Linked DNA regions of Mus musculus: region 2 is linked to region 1. A link is a contact called in public Hi-C data. All regions are on one chromosome and are shown on one strand. The core of a region is the stretch at or near the end of the contact, and the rest is flanking DNA. Distances in the headings are between cores, read along the strand shown.

Region 1 (6,449 bases), core at 1,282-3,781:
TGACAGCAGTGACTTGTCAGAGTCACTTCAGTGGCTGTGGTTTCTAAATTTAGAGAAAGTGGCAACTACACTTGAACTGTGTGAAAATCGCCTGCTGATCAATAACACGGAAGCCTGAATTACTAGTTCGATAAACAACAGTGCTGTCCCTTGCCTCGGAAAACTGTTTTGTGAATCCAGGCTTCTCAACCACAGCTTTCTAAGTATGTTCTCTTATCCAGAGCAAGTGCTGCCTGGAAAGTCCTTAGAAACGTGCATTGAGAGACTCCAGATCTACTACATCAGCAGGGAAACAGGGGTGAGGGTCAGCAAGCACACCTGCCGTGTCCCGGTGCTGCCTGCCATACATCTGTTTGTACACATGCAAGGACCCAGTCCCACGGCCACTGGCCGCATGGGTAATCCTGTTTGCACATCTGTGGTGTCCAGTGCCACCAGGTGTTGGAGTGGCCACATCTGTTCACACACCTGCCGTTTTCCAACATCACCCCATGGGACCACAGGCACGCCAGCTCTCACATCAAGTGTGTCTCATCTCTGCCACCTGGTGGCACAGGCATACACATCTGCATGCCCGCCACAGCTCAGAACTGCCAGTGTGTGGCAGTGTGGGCACACTCATTCATGTGCTTGCTGTGTCTGCGGGGCCACGAGGCGTGTGCTTACCTGTTTGTACACCCATGTCCTGCACCACACTGTGGCGGTGTAGGTCTGCCTGTTCACATGCCCGCTTTAAATCACAGCAGCAACGTCTGGCAGTGCAGATGTTTGCACTTTTAATGTTCCAGAGCAGCAAGGGCACACCTGAGAGTGCCTGTCAGTTCCCAGCACTGCTAAGCGTCTGCGTGGCCACACCCATTCACAGCTATTGTGTCCCAGCGCTGCTACATAAGTAGGGCATGCCTCCTTGTATGCCAGTCGGGTCTCAGCACTGCTATGTGGTAGCTTGAGCATGCACCTGACATGAAACAGGGCCTGCACCTGGCAATGTGGGCATATCTGTTTACACGCCCACGGCATCCCAGCCTCTCTGGGAAGCTTCAGAGCATCTAGTCATCCCTGCTGTATAGCAGGGTCACCACTTAGCAGCATAACCAGGCCTGTCCGTGTGCCTTGTCCCAGTGCCACCATGTGGAGCGTGAGCATGCCTACTTGTGGGAAAGCCTATTCGTGCCTGCTGTGTCCCAGGGCCTCATGTGAGAGTATGAACAAGCCTGTTCACAAACCTGCTGTGCCCCCATAACACCCCGTAGCAGCGCAGGCATACTGTAGCCTTCCCGGCCTTGAGCAGGCTGAACAGACCTTGAACGCTTGCCACAATGGACCTTATCGACCTTGGTGGAGTCATCTGCCTTGGCTGCACGTGCAAGTTCCCACAGGAACTTAGAAGAAGAGACTGCCACAAGACCGCCTGGCTTTGCAAAACAAAGGATGGGTTCTGCGGGCTTTCCCTATACAAATGCAGTGCTGAATATTAAACTTGGAGCCTTGGCTTGGCTTCATTCTTCTCTCACTGCCCCTCACCACCTCCTTTTCATTTCCAGCCCCCCTTTCAGGTGAAACCAGCTCGACCATAAGCCTCTGGACGGCTACACATACCTGTGTGCCTGCCCACTGTGTCCTAACTTTATCATGTGGTTCCGTGGACGTGCTTGTGTCCATGCCCCTGCCACATCCCAGAACCAAGTGTGGCAGCACCAGCAGGGCTGCTTTTGCTCCTGCTGAGTCCCTACCCCACCAAGCGGCATGATAGACAACCCTATTCCTACGTCTGCACGTGTTAGCACTGCCACATCGAGGGTTCACCTGATTATCCTTGCCATTTCCCAGCTCTGCCTAATGGCTATGCAGCCCTGCCTGTCCATGCGTGTGGGGCCCCAGCATCACCATGTAGGATAGACATGCCTGTTTGGAGGCCTGCCATTTCCCAACATTGATACCTGGTGGCTTGAGCATGCGTGGTCACAGCAGCTGTGCACCAGGACCTCCACCTAGGGGTGCGAGCATGCCTGTTCATGCACTTGGCACATCCTGGCATCAACACGTGGTGGCACAGGTAGTCCTGTTCACACGTCTATCAAGTCCCAGTGCTGCCACATTAAAGCATGAGTGTGTGTTTATCTGTCTGCCGGGTCCAAGTGATGCACCTGTCACTTAGATGCACCTGTTTACATGCCAACCATCTCCTAGCTCTGCCACGAGGTGCCTGGGCACACCTGTTCAAGCACCTGCCATTTTCCAGCAAGGCCATGTGGTCCAAGCAAATCTATGTGTATACCTGCTGTGTCTCAGCAGTGTCATCTGATGGTGCGGGCATGTCTGCCTATAGGCCTTCCATGTCTGGAGGCAGCCACCTGTTGGCAAGAGCATGCCTGTTCCTGCCTCAGCGGTGTCCCAGAACTGTCATGCAGTGACTCATAAAGCCCTGTGTATAATCACCATTGCTGCCGAGTTCCAGCAGTGACACATAGCACCATGGGCACATTTCTGTATGCCTGCCATGTCTCAGTGCCACCACATGGTGGTGTGGAAGTGCCTGTGTGTGCCTGCCAGGTCCCAGGGCTTGGCAGCACAGACATTCCGGTCTGTGCCCACGTCCTGTCTCAGTACTGATGGGTGGCAGCAAAGGCACACCTGTTCGTTTCTGCTGTAGCCCAACACAGTCACCTGATGCCTGTTCTCCCTTGTCATCTCCCAGCAATGTCACATGATGTAAACAAGCCTTTTTACATACCTGTCATATCCTAGCTATGCCTTGTGGCAGTGAGTGTGCCCTGCTCATGCCCGCTGTGTTCTGGCACTGCCACATGGGCCTGTGTCCCTGTGTAGGGGTAGGAGCTGATACTAAATTCAGGTTTCCTAATTAACTCTTGATTTGGTCAATAAAGAAGGCGAGAGCCACCTGCTTGGGCGAAGGGGAAAAGGTGTGATTTCCGGGTCCCAAGAGGAAGAGAAGGGACACAGGGAAAGAGAGGGCTTTTCGGCAGGTTTTGGCACGGGAGGCACGCTACAACCACATAAGATCTTGGGTGGCTGAAAACGGTGATCTCTACCACAGGCAGTTGGCTAAAATAGGTTAGCTAATAAAAGTCCAACAAATGTGCAGTGCGATCTGGCTAGTTTTAAAACAATGGAGCTGTCTAGTGGTTTTCTTCTAAGGTGGGCAGGAGAAAGAGAAGAGCTGGGGCGGTAGCTGGTGGCTTGGCGAAGCTAGCCAAAGGGAAGTGATTGGAGTGCAGACAGCAGTTCCTGGATTTCCCTGGGTGGGGGGTAGTTGTGATCAAGTTGAAGTAATGGGGAACCCAGAGACATCAGAGCATGGGCCACGCATGGAGCAAGGAGGTAACGGGGGGGGGGGGGGTTGTTTATTTTCTTGTTTATTTGTTTGTTTGTTTTCAATTTTTTTCCTTCTCGCTCCAGCTCCGCTCGCTCTGGCCCAAAGATTTATTTATTTAAGTACACTGTAGCTGACTTCAGACATACCAGAAGAGGGCATCAGATCTCATTGTGAGCCACCATGTGGTTGCTGGGATTTGAACTCAGGATCTCCGGAAGAGCAGTCAGTGCTCTTAACCACTGAGTCATCTCTCCAGCCTGCGTGTTTTTAAAATTACACACAACATCCCTGTGACCGCATCTGGCAATGGGAGCATGCCTGTTCATACATCTGTCGTGTCACAGGGCCAACACAGGCCAGATAGGAAGACCTGATCATACATCATTCTGAGTCACAGTGATACCTCGTGGTGGTGACATGAGCCTCTTGGCTCATCTGCAATATACAAGCAATGCCACGTGGTGGGTACAGGCATGCCAGTTAGTGTGCTTGGTGTGCCCCTGTGAGGCTACGTGGTATGGTGCTACAGGCATGACTATTGACTAACCCGCTATATACCAGTGCCGCCACATGGATACGTGTCACACTTGTTCAAGTCCTGCTGAGCGCCAGTGCTGCCATGTAGTGGCACTGCCACACCTATTCGCACATATGCCATCTCCCAGGGCCACGACAAGGCAGTGAAGGCTTGCCTGTTTGCACACCTGCCATGTTACAGCACAGGCACCTGGTGGCGTGGGCCTACATGCCGTGGCCCAGCCTCACGACGTGGAAGCATAGGAAGAGCCGTTCACATGTCTGTCGTACCAAACACCATGGCATGCAGCCCGGGTGCCACCCCGAGTCCACTTCTCCCCCTTGGGAGAACTGGCCCCATTGCTGGAGGTGAGGAAGCTTAGCTGCGAAGGGTGCAACGTGGGGCCAGCAGTGAGTGCGCAGGCAAAGAATATACACACCTGGGAACAGCTTCAGAGAACTGGTTTGGTTTAATGGCAGAGAGAAAGGGGCACTTATGCTTCTGGGAAGGTGGACAGAGTCTCTGGGGCAAGGACAGTGCAGCCATGTACAATTGACCAGGACAGCCGTGTTGGAAGATGCTTCATCTGCATGCTCAAGGGTTGGGCATCCAAGGGGAAAACCTTCGAAGGTCAAACAAGTGAAGCCTGGAAACTGTCGGGATAGTAAATGCTTACTAGGGTTCATGGTTGGGGAGCCGGCTTTCTGGCACCAAATTGGGAGAGGGGAGCGAGCCAGTACCTGCCATCCTCATCTGAGGTATCTGGAGTTAAAGCTCTCCTTGACCTTTCCCCCTACTAACCCTGGGTCATTATGATCCCACACCTGGGTACTCCTGTTCCTACACCGGCTTCCCAGTGCCACCACCTGGTAGCCTTGGCATACCTGCCATGACCCAAGTGATGGCCATATAGTGGCCTGTGCGTGCCTGATTTGCGAGCATGTCATGACCCCCATGTTGCCATTTTTTCCAGGCAGCATAGGCACACCTGTTTACATACCTGCTGTGCCCCCCCCCCTGTCCTGTGACAATGCAGCATGGACGTTTGAGCCTGCCATATCCCGTTGCTGCCATGTGGTGGCGCAGTTGTGCCTGTTTACACAGTTGCCGTGTTCCAGGCTGCCACGTTTGTCCGGACGTGCGCCTGCGGTGTGCCAGCACTGAAATGTGGCACATCTGCTGAATCCTAGTGTGGGCGTTATGATGGGCACAGGCGTGTCTGTTTTCGTGCCTGCAACGTCAGTGCCACCGTATTACGGTACAAGGATACCTGTTTGCGTGCCTCGCCAACACGTGGTGGAATGGATGCAGGACCGTTTGCAAGTCTGGGTTCCGGCACTGGGTACTGGCAGCGTTTGGCGGGATGGCATGCTTGTTTGTACACCTACTGTATCCCAGTGCCACCACACGGTGGTGCAGGCATGCTATATGCACACCTGCCGTGTCCCATTATTGTCCTGTAGCAGTCTGGACATGCCTGGTCTCATTTGCTATGTCCTAGCCTCATACTGTGGAAGGGGGGTGGGGGGGAATGACTGCACTTCCACAGCTTAGCAGTACTAGTACCTACATACACCTGTTTGCATACCTGTGATGCCCCAGAACTGCCATGTGGCTGCCTAACACACCTGATCACAAGCCTGCCGGGTCCCAACACTGCCGCACAGTGGCACAGGTACACCTACTTACATACCTTCTGGTGCCAGGTGGGTAGAATGGACATCCCTGTTTGCATGCCTGCTGTGTGCCAGCATCTCACCCAGCAGCAAGGGTGTGCCTGTTCGTGCACCTGCTGTGTCCCGTCATTGCTTTGTGGCAGTGCAAATGCTTGTCCTGATGCTACCTCAAAGCGCCGCTATGTGCTCGCACATGCACACCTGTTGACATGCCTGTCCTAGCCCAGCAGAGACTCATGGTTGCAATAAGCATGCTCGCTTGCACGCCTCCTGTGTCCGGTACTGCCATGTCCCGGGGTTCCCATGTGGTGGTGTGGGTAACCCTGTTCACACTTGTTTGTGCCTGTTGTGTCCCAACCCCAAGTCATTGTGGCATGAGCAGACCTGGTGACGTGTCTGTCAAATCGCAGGCTGACAGCATGGTGGGATAGGTACATCTGTTTGCATGCCCGTGGTGTTTCAGCACCAGTACCTTGTGGTGCGAGGATTCCTGTTTGCACTTGGGCCATGTCCCAGCCTTGGAGGCAGAAGCATGAGTGTGCCTATTCACACCCACACAATATCCCAGCACTGCGTGGCTGCCACATCCAAGCAATACCATGTGGTGACATGAGCACACGTTTGCACACCTGCTGCGTTCCAGCGTGACTAAATGGCAGCAAGGGCAAGCCTATCAGTGCACCTCTGTGTCCCATCAACACCGCTCGGCTTGCAAGCATGCCTGTTCACATGTCTGCCATGTTAACACCACCATGTGTAGTGTGGGCACACATATTTGTGTGCCTACTGTTTCACAATGCACGATTCACCTGGCAACGGAGGCATGCCTGTCTGCACGCCTGCTGTGTCCCACCAGAGCTTTGTGGTGGTTCCACCATGCCTGTTTGTCGCATCCACTCTCGACCAGCAAGAACGACAC
Region 2 (6,449 bases), core at 2,787-5,286, 210 kb after region 1:
CTCTTCCAGAAGCTGGTGAGTGGCTTGGAAAGGCTGGCGCTTGCGGCTGTGGCCGTAGCTGGCAAAGGACTAGGTTTGTCCCTTGGACATGTGTCACAGGGAGATAACTCAGGAGACAATCGGGAGAGCCTGGGGTGTGTCTGAGTACCTTTGGTGCCAAAGGGCAGGCCTCTGGGAGGGTGAGGTGGAGGGACACGTGGCCAGCCCAGCTGGAGTCCAGTAAGTGTGTTGTCCTGATCTTGGCTCCCTACAGTGTTGCTTGGCGTTCCCAGTGTCCACACAGATCAAGTTGCCTTTGGGACCAAAATGTTTTTGCTGCCCAGCTCAGCCAGACTTGGGCTCTTAGTGGAGAGGTGACTACACATGACAGACAGCACACTGGGACTTAGTTACAGGTCAGCCTCTGTATCTGCAGGTTTCCCATCTGCACATTGAACTATCCAAGTGTCGAAAAAGAATTATGCATGTGCTGCATATATGCGTTTCTTTGGTATTGTCCCCTCAACAATACAGCACAACAGCTATTTTCATAGTGATCACATTGGATTAGGCCTCGAGGTGATTCAAAGCTGGAGTCTGGGTGCGAGGTATATAAATGTCAGTTCAGCTGTTTGGGAAGCTGAAGCAATGAGTGTTTGAGCCCAGGAGTTTAGGGGACCAACCTAGGCCAACTTGGTAAATAAGAGAAGAAAGAGAGGGAGTGTGTGAAGCTAGGAACCTCCACAGAGAAGCTTGGATCAGGTGACAGCCACATGCTGTGAGCAAAGCTGCTTCCTACAGAGCTGGGTCCCACTGTGATCTGAAGGGGCAGATGGTGTGCCCAGGGGGCATACACCATCTTACCTGCACTGGGGCGGCCCTGTAAGGCAGGTACTGTTTTCAAAGAGATTGATTGTACCAGGAAGGTTAAATGAGTCCTTTGTTTATATATGCCATAAAGGGGTACATCTGCCTAGCATAAGGGGCCGTTAATCCAAAAGACAAGAGGAGTTAGACAGCAGGTTAGAATTTCTGTAAGTCCTCAGTAGATTAGAACTGATCAAAAATCTGCCAGGTACCCAGGGAGATGTTAGTACAGGGTAGGAAGAGGAAAAGAGGGGGTTCCTGGCAGAACTGCCCAGCAGAGAGGTTACCCCTCCTAGAAAAGCCACAGGAAGTTAATGCTGGCCCTGGTCTGTTTCTGAAGATGGCTGATCCTAATTCCTAGATTGTTGGTGCTTCTTATACACACACACACACACACACACACACACACACTCACACTCACACTCACACTCACACACTTTGCTTGTAACCTTCTCCTCATACAGAAAATAAGTTCTTCAGGCTTGATAGTGATCCAAAGGCGGAGTCCCTGTAAGTGCAGGGTTCCTGAAGATGACCCATAGCTACATACCTTATTGAGTACCATACATCCAGATATCGTGTGACAAAATTTTTCCTGGGGAGACACACACACATGCACACACACGCCCTACTCACCCTATTTGCCTCACTTGTTCCAGATAGAGATCCCACAACAAACCAAAGTATAGATATCACCAAAGTCCATCTTGGTGAACCAGGGAGTTTTATAGGGGTGACTAACAAGAGTCTGGTTGAGGAGCAGAAATGACTCAATGACAGCTGCATCACCAAAGCCAGCCCAGCACAGGTAAGAGCTCACAAAAGCTAAGAACCTGGAACACACTGTCCAGTGTTCCCAGAGTGTCCTTTTAGGGTACCTCAGTTGCTCTAAACCTCTTCCAGGCAGCTTGTCTGTTTTCTGATTTTTTTCCAGGCAGCTGCTCTGTGTCTGGTCTCAAAAACAGTCTTTGCAGCTTGGCTTGTCTGAGAGAAGAAACTCAGCTTTTATTGTTTACTTTGGCAGAAGGGGGCCTAGTGAATCTGGTCAGTTTCAGGGACTTCCTGAATCTGTTTTGAGTTGTTTACCTTCCTACTCCAGGAACTCTGTGCAGAATGGAATGTTTCAATCTTGAGTAAAGGATTATGTAGCAGGAGGCCACTGGCCCCAGTCCAGGGTGTGGCTGTCCTCTTGGCTCTCCTTATCTCTCTGGTCTCTTCTCCCTTTCTCTTCTTGCCATGTGTCAATAAGTTTAAACCTTGCAGAGCAGACTCAACCAGAAGCCTTCAGAAAAGCAAAGAGTAGTGCTGATTTGGGGGAGGGGCGGCACACCCAGCACTCTCCCTAAAATAGTATTTGGAAACCACTCAGGGACTTTTCTTTCCCAGTCTTCTAAAACTCAGGGATGCTGGAACATAATGGTTTCTGTGTTGCTCTTCAGCTGTCTGCATGTATGAGATGCTGCAGGGGAGTTAATCCCCATTCCGTCTGCTGAGCATCTCATGTGTTTGATTAGTTGGTTGGTTGGTTGGCTGGTTGGTTGGTTTTTCGAGACAGGGTTTCTCTGTGTAGCCCTGGCTGTCCTCGAACTCACTTTGTAGACCAGGCTGTCCTCGAACTCAGAAATCCGCCTGCCTCTGCCTCCCGAGTGCTAGGATTAAAGGCATGCACCACCACGCCCGGCTTATCTCATGTGTTTTTAACCTGAGCTGAGTGCTGAGGACTTCCCAGGACAGACAGCCTTACTCTCCACCCTTTCCGACGACAGCAAGGCTAGCCCAGAATCCCCTCGGGAGTCCTAGGACCCAAGGAGTTCTCTGTACCTATTCCATTGTTGGCACCTGTTCTAGAGCCCTGGACTCTTGAGTTATTGCAACTGTGCCCATTTCCTGTAGTTCATTCTCAGTGTATGAGGTTTTGTTTGTAGTTGAAATTCTCTCCCCCAATCCCTGTCTGATTCAAAATCCAGGCCTGTCCAGTGTTGCGTGTATTTGGCTATGATGTCTCTAGGCTCCTTCTATCTGTGTCAGTTCCTAGAACTGACGATTTCTGAAGGGGACAGGTTACTTTGACTTGGACAGATATTTCCTCCCGTCCTTTTGGTACAGAATGACTACCGTAGGGATCCGTGTCCATCCCACGGCATACTAATGACATACTGGCAATCTCCGTTTTTACTGTTATCATTCGGTTCCAGCGTTGGGTTGCCAAAAACGTAAGAATTAATTTTTTAGTATTTCTCATGCCTGGAAGAAGTAAGCCCTTAGGCAAGAGGAAAGAAAAGTCACAAAAGTGGTCCTCAGCTGAAATGCTCCAGACTCCTCCCAGAGAGGCCGTCATGACCCTCTGGCAGCCGGGAGGCCCTCACTCAGTGGCCTCCAAAAGGGAAGACAAAGTGGAAGAGTATCCCGAGTCTTAGAGTTGCTCAGTGGAGGACGGTCTGGGATTCAAGCATGCCGCACAGCATATAAATGCAAATGCACGTGGGAATGAAATGTATGCTGAACCCAGGGAGAGCTCCAGGAACAGCAGATGCTCCGGGTTTCTAGCCCCGGGGCAGCTGCTGTGGGAGGCTCAGACCTAGCCAGCACGCCTGCCCTGGGTCCGCATGCTGTTGCTTGTGAAGACTAGGTTGTTCTCCCTCGCTAACTCTAAATGATGTGAGACCCAGAGATGATCATGGGAAGGCCACACATCCTTCCATCTACCCATGGAAATTGTGCTTAGTTGAGTGCATACGGGAGCAGGAGCTCAGTGAAGGAAACCTCTATCGATGTCTGTTTATTGAATAAAGGACCAGCACCATATGCCTCTCGCCTTGTGGCTGGCAGGCCTTCTACCTGCTGGATATGTGAGAGCCGGGCGCCCCCTGTGAGGTTTAGGAATGGCAGCTAACAGTCAGAACTCCTCTTTCCAGTCAGCCAGACATGTTCCTCACCTGCCTGACAGGATGAGATATGGGCCTAGCACCATGGTACCCAGACTCCATGGACCCTGGCCAGGGTGGCCTCCTCCATTTCACCTGCATAGGCGTGTTCATCTGGAGGCTCACCTCAAGTTTAAGCTGCTGCTCCCGGCATCCTTTATGCAAGCAGAGTGGGAGGAATAGGAAGGAGCTCCAAAGGGGGCCATTACCTGTCCAGGGCTATGACTCACTTCTCAACGTGTCATTTTAGGAGAGGGGATCGTGCTCCGTGTGTGGGGAGGTGAAGCAGGTGGGAGGAGGAGCTCGGAAGAGCAGGTTTCTGCAGCCCTCGCGCTGTCTGCCATAGCTGGGATTTTTCCAGAGCTATGCGAGAGAGCCCAATCCTTGGAACAGTAGGGAGTGGGTACCCACCTATCCCACCTCTGTCTCACCCCCTCCTCCTTCCTCCCTGCAGGCCAGCCAGCTGGGTGTGTACCGAGCCTTTGTGGATAACTACGGAGTGGCCATGGAAACTGCAGAGAAGTGCTGTCAGGCCAACGCTCAGTTTGCAGAAATCTCTGAGGTAATGAGCAAGCGCCATGACGCTGCCGTGCAGGCCAGAGTACTGCTGACTCCCACCGTGTCCTCCCACTCCCTCGATGCGATGCGTGATGCATTGTGGGACGGTCGTTGGGAGAACAAAGTAGAGCAGATTAAAGGATGGGTATGAACCCCAGCTCTGACTCAGAGTTCTCTGGGTCAGCTCCATGGCTGGACATCTGTCATGATTCAATAGGAATAGTCCTGACAGTGCTGTTACCCAAGGGGCAGGGCCTGATTCCAGAGGCCCACCGATGTCTTAATCTATTGCAAAGTGTTCAGGGCTGTGTACTTTATAAAGAATAGAAATGTATTCAGCTGTGGTTGGAAACTGAGAAGCCTGGTCACATTGAGTGTTTTGGTTAGGGTTTTACTGCTGTGATCAGACACCATGACCAAGGCAACTCTTATAAGGACAGCATTTAATTGGACTGGCTGAACTCAGAGGTTCGATGGGAGCAGGGCAGCACCCAGGCAGGCGTGATGCAAGAGAAGTTGAGAGTTCTACATCTTTATCCAAAGACAGACAGGAGAGGGCTGGCTTCTAGGAAGCTAGGAAAAGGGTCTTAAAACCCACCCCGACAATGACACACTTCCTCCAACAAGGCCTCACCCACTACAACAAGGCCACACCTTCTAATGATGTCACCCTCTGGACCAAGCATATTCAGACCACCACATTGAGGTACATCTGTTGAGTGTCTTGCTGTATTACGACAGAATGTTACATGTCAGGATAGACCAAGCAGATCAGTTAAGGTCTACCTTTGTGACCTTATCTAATCCTATTCACATCAAAGATCCCAGCTCCAGTCACCGTGAACATGCATAGTAGGCCGTGAACATGCATAGTAGGGCTTCCTGTTTCCTGTTACTGGTTCATGGGCTTTTGGAGGACACATTCAAACATCAGCAACCATGTATCCTGGCTCCCTTGTCTGTCGTTATTGTAATTCTACCCTGTGTCCCATCATGGGAGTCTTAGTTAGAGTTCCTATTGCTGTGAAAAGACATCTCAACCACAGCAATTCTTATAAAGGAAAACATTTCATTGGGGGGGCTGGCTTACAGTTCAGAAGTTTAGTCCATTATTGTTGTGGGAGGAAGCATGACAGTGTGCAGATGGACATGGTATGGAAGAGGAGCGGAGAGTTCTACATCTGAATACACAGGTGTCAAGGAGAGAGACAGACAGACGACAAGACACACAGACTGGGCCTGATTTGAGCATCTGAAACCTCAAAGCCTGCCCCCAGTGGCATGCTTCCTCCAACCTGGCCACGCCTCCTAACAGTGCCACTCAAACTACCACAATGGAATCTGCTCTGCATTCTTGTCACAAGAGGCTGTGCAGAAGCCATCTGCTCTGTGGCTTTCCTGCCAACAGTCTTTGAGCACCAGGGTTCAAAGTTGTTGTTCCTGTAGCCCTCTACTAGTGGAAGCTCCAGACTGTAGCACCCCAGGCCTGAGGGTTGCTTCCTTCCTATTTGCATTTAACCTTAATAGACTAAAACCTCAAGCCATGGCACGTTGTGAGTCTCTAGGCCTTAAAAGAGTGCCTCAGTTACAGAGACCATAAACAGGACACTTGAGGCTGGCAGCCAGGCCAGTTATCACCTGTGGGTCTCTATCTCTCTACTCTACACAGGATTTTTCTCCCTTCCCTGTCATATCTCTGCAGTGTCAGTGACAGACACGTGACATTTTTCTCTCTTGGGGGCTTTTGTCACTGTCACCTTGGTATAATTCTCACTTCGCTCAGAGCTGCGACTGACTTCTCTTTCCTGCATTAAACAAGGGGTCCGGGAGGAAAGATCTCCATGCAGAAAGGCAGTGTTAGAGAGGAAAGTGTAGGTGCAGGGAGGTGACGCATGGGTAAGAACATTTATTACGCAAGCGTGGGACCCCCCGAGTTTAAAACCCTAGCACCTACATGAAAGCCAAATAAGGCCTCGTGTGCCTGTAATCCTGGTGTTAGAAGGTACAGGCAGGCGCTTGCTGGTCAGCCAACCTGGTTAACTAGAGAACTTTATGTTCCGAGAGAGATCCCATCTCAAGGGATGCCCAATGGAGGAAGGCGCTCAGCGTTCTCTTCTGGCC

What was found. A called contact is a pair of places that touch in the nucleus more often than the background predicts.
Region 2: a Hi-C map of cerebellum shows a contact between it and region 1, with 2.5 times the contacts expected there. The contact joins two enhancer-like sites. A contact is called at or near these places in 29 of 484 Hi-C or Micro-C datasets (the AtT-20 cell line, B cells, CD4 T cells and 23 more) and 5 of 115 datasets of contacts at active chromatin or transcription factors (the HPC-7 cell line, epiblast stem cells, forebrain and 2 more).

Annotation. Positions count from the first base shown.
Region 1 is chr10:74,920,515-74,926,963 of GRCm38.p6, forward strand. No RefSeq gene overlaps it. Among named protein-coding and RNA genes, the nearest start is that of Gnaz, 43 kb to the right of the region's middle. Within about 2 kb of position 2,532, at least 14 of the 459 cell types and tissues checked have an H3K27ac peak or open chromatin away from gene starts, as enhancers often do. A contact at or near this core is called in cerebellum, where this site is marked.
Region 2 is chr10:75,131,670-75,138,118 of GRCm38.p6, forward strand. Bcr (BCR activator of RhoGEF and GTPase) reads left to right here. Exons shown (of 23, transcript NM_001081412.2): 4 at 1-15; 5 at 4,225-4,332. Among named protein-coding and RNA genes, the nearest start is that of Bcr, 74 kb to the left of the region's middle. Within about 2 kb of position 4,037, at least 22 of the 459 cell types and tissues checked have an H3K27ac peak or open chromatin away from gene starts, as enhancers often do. A contact at or near this core is called in cerebellum, where this site is marked.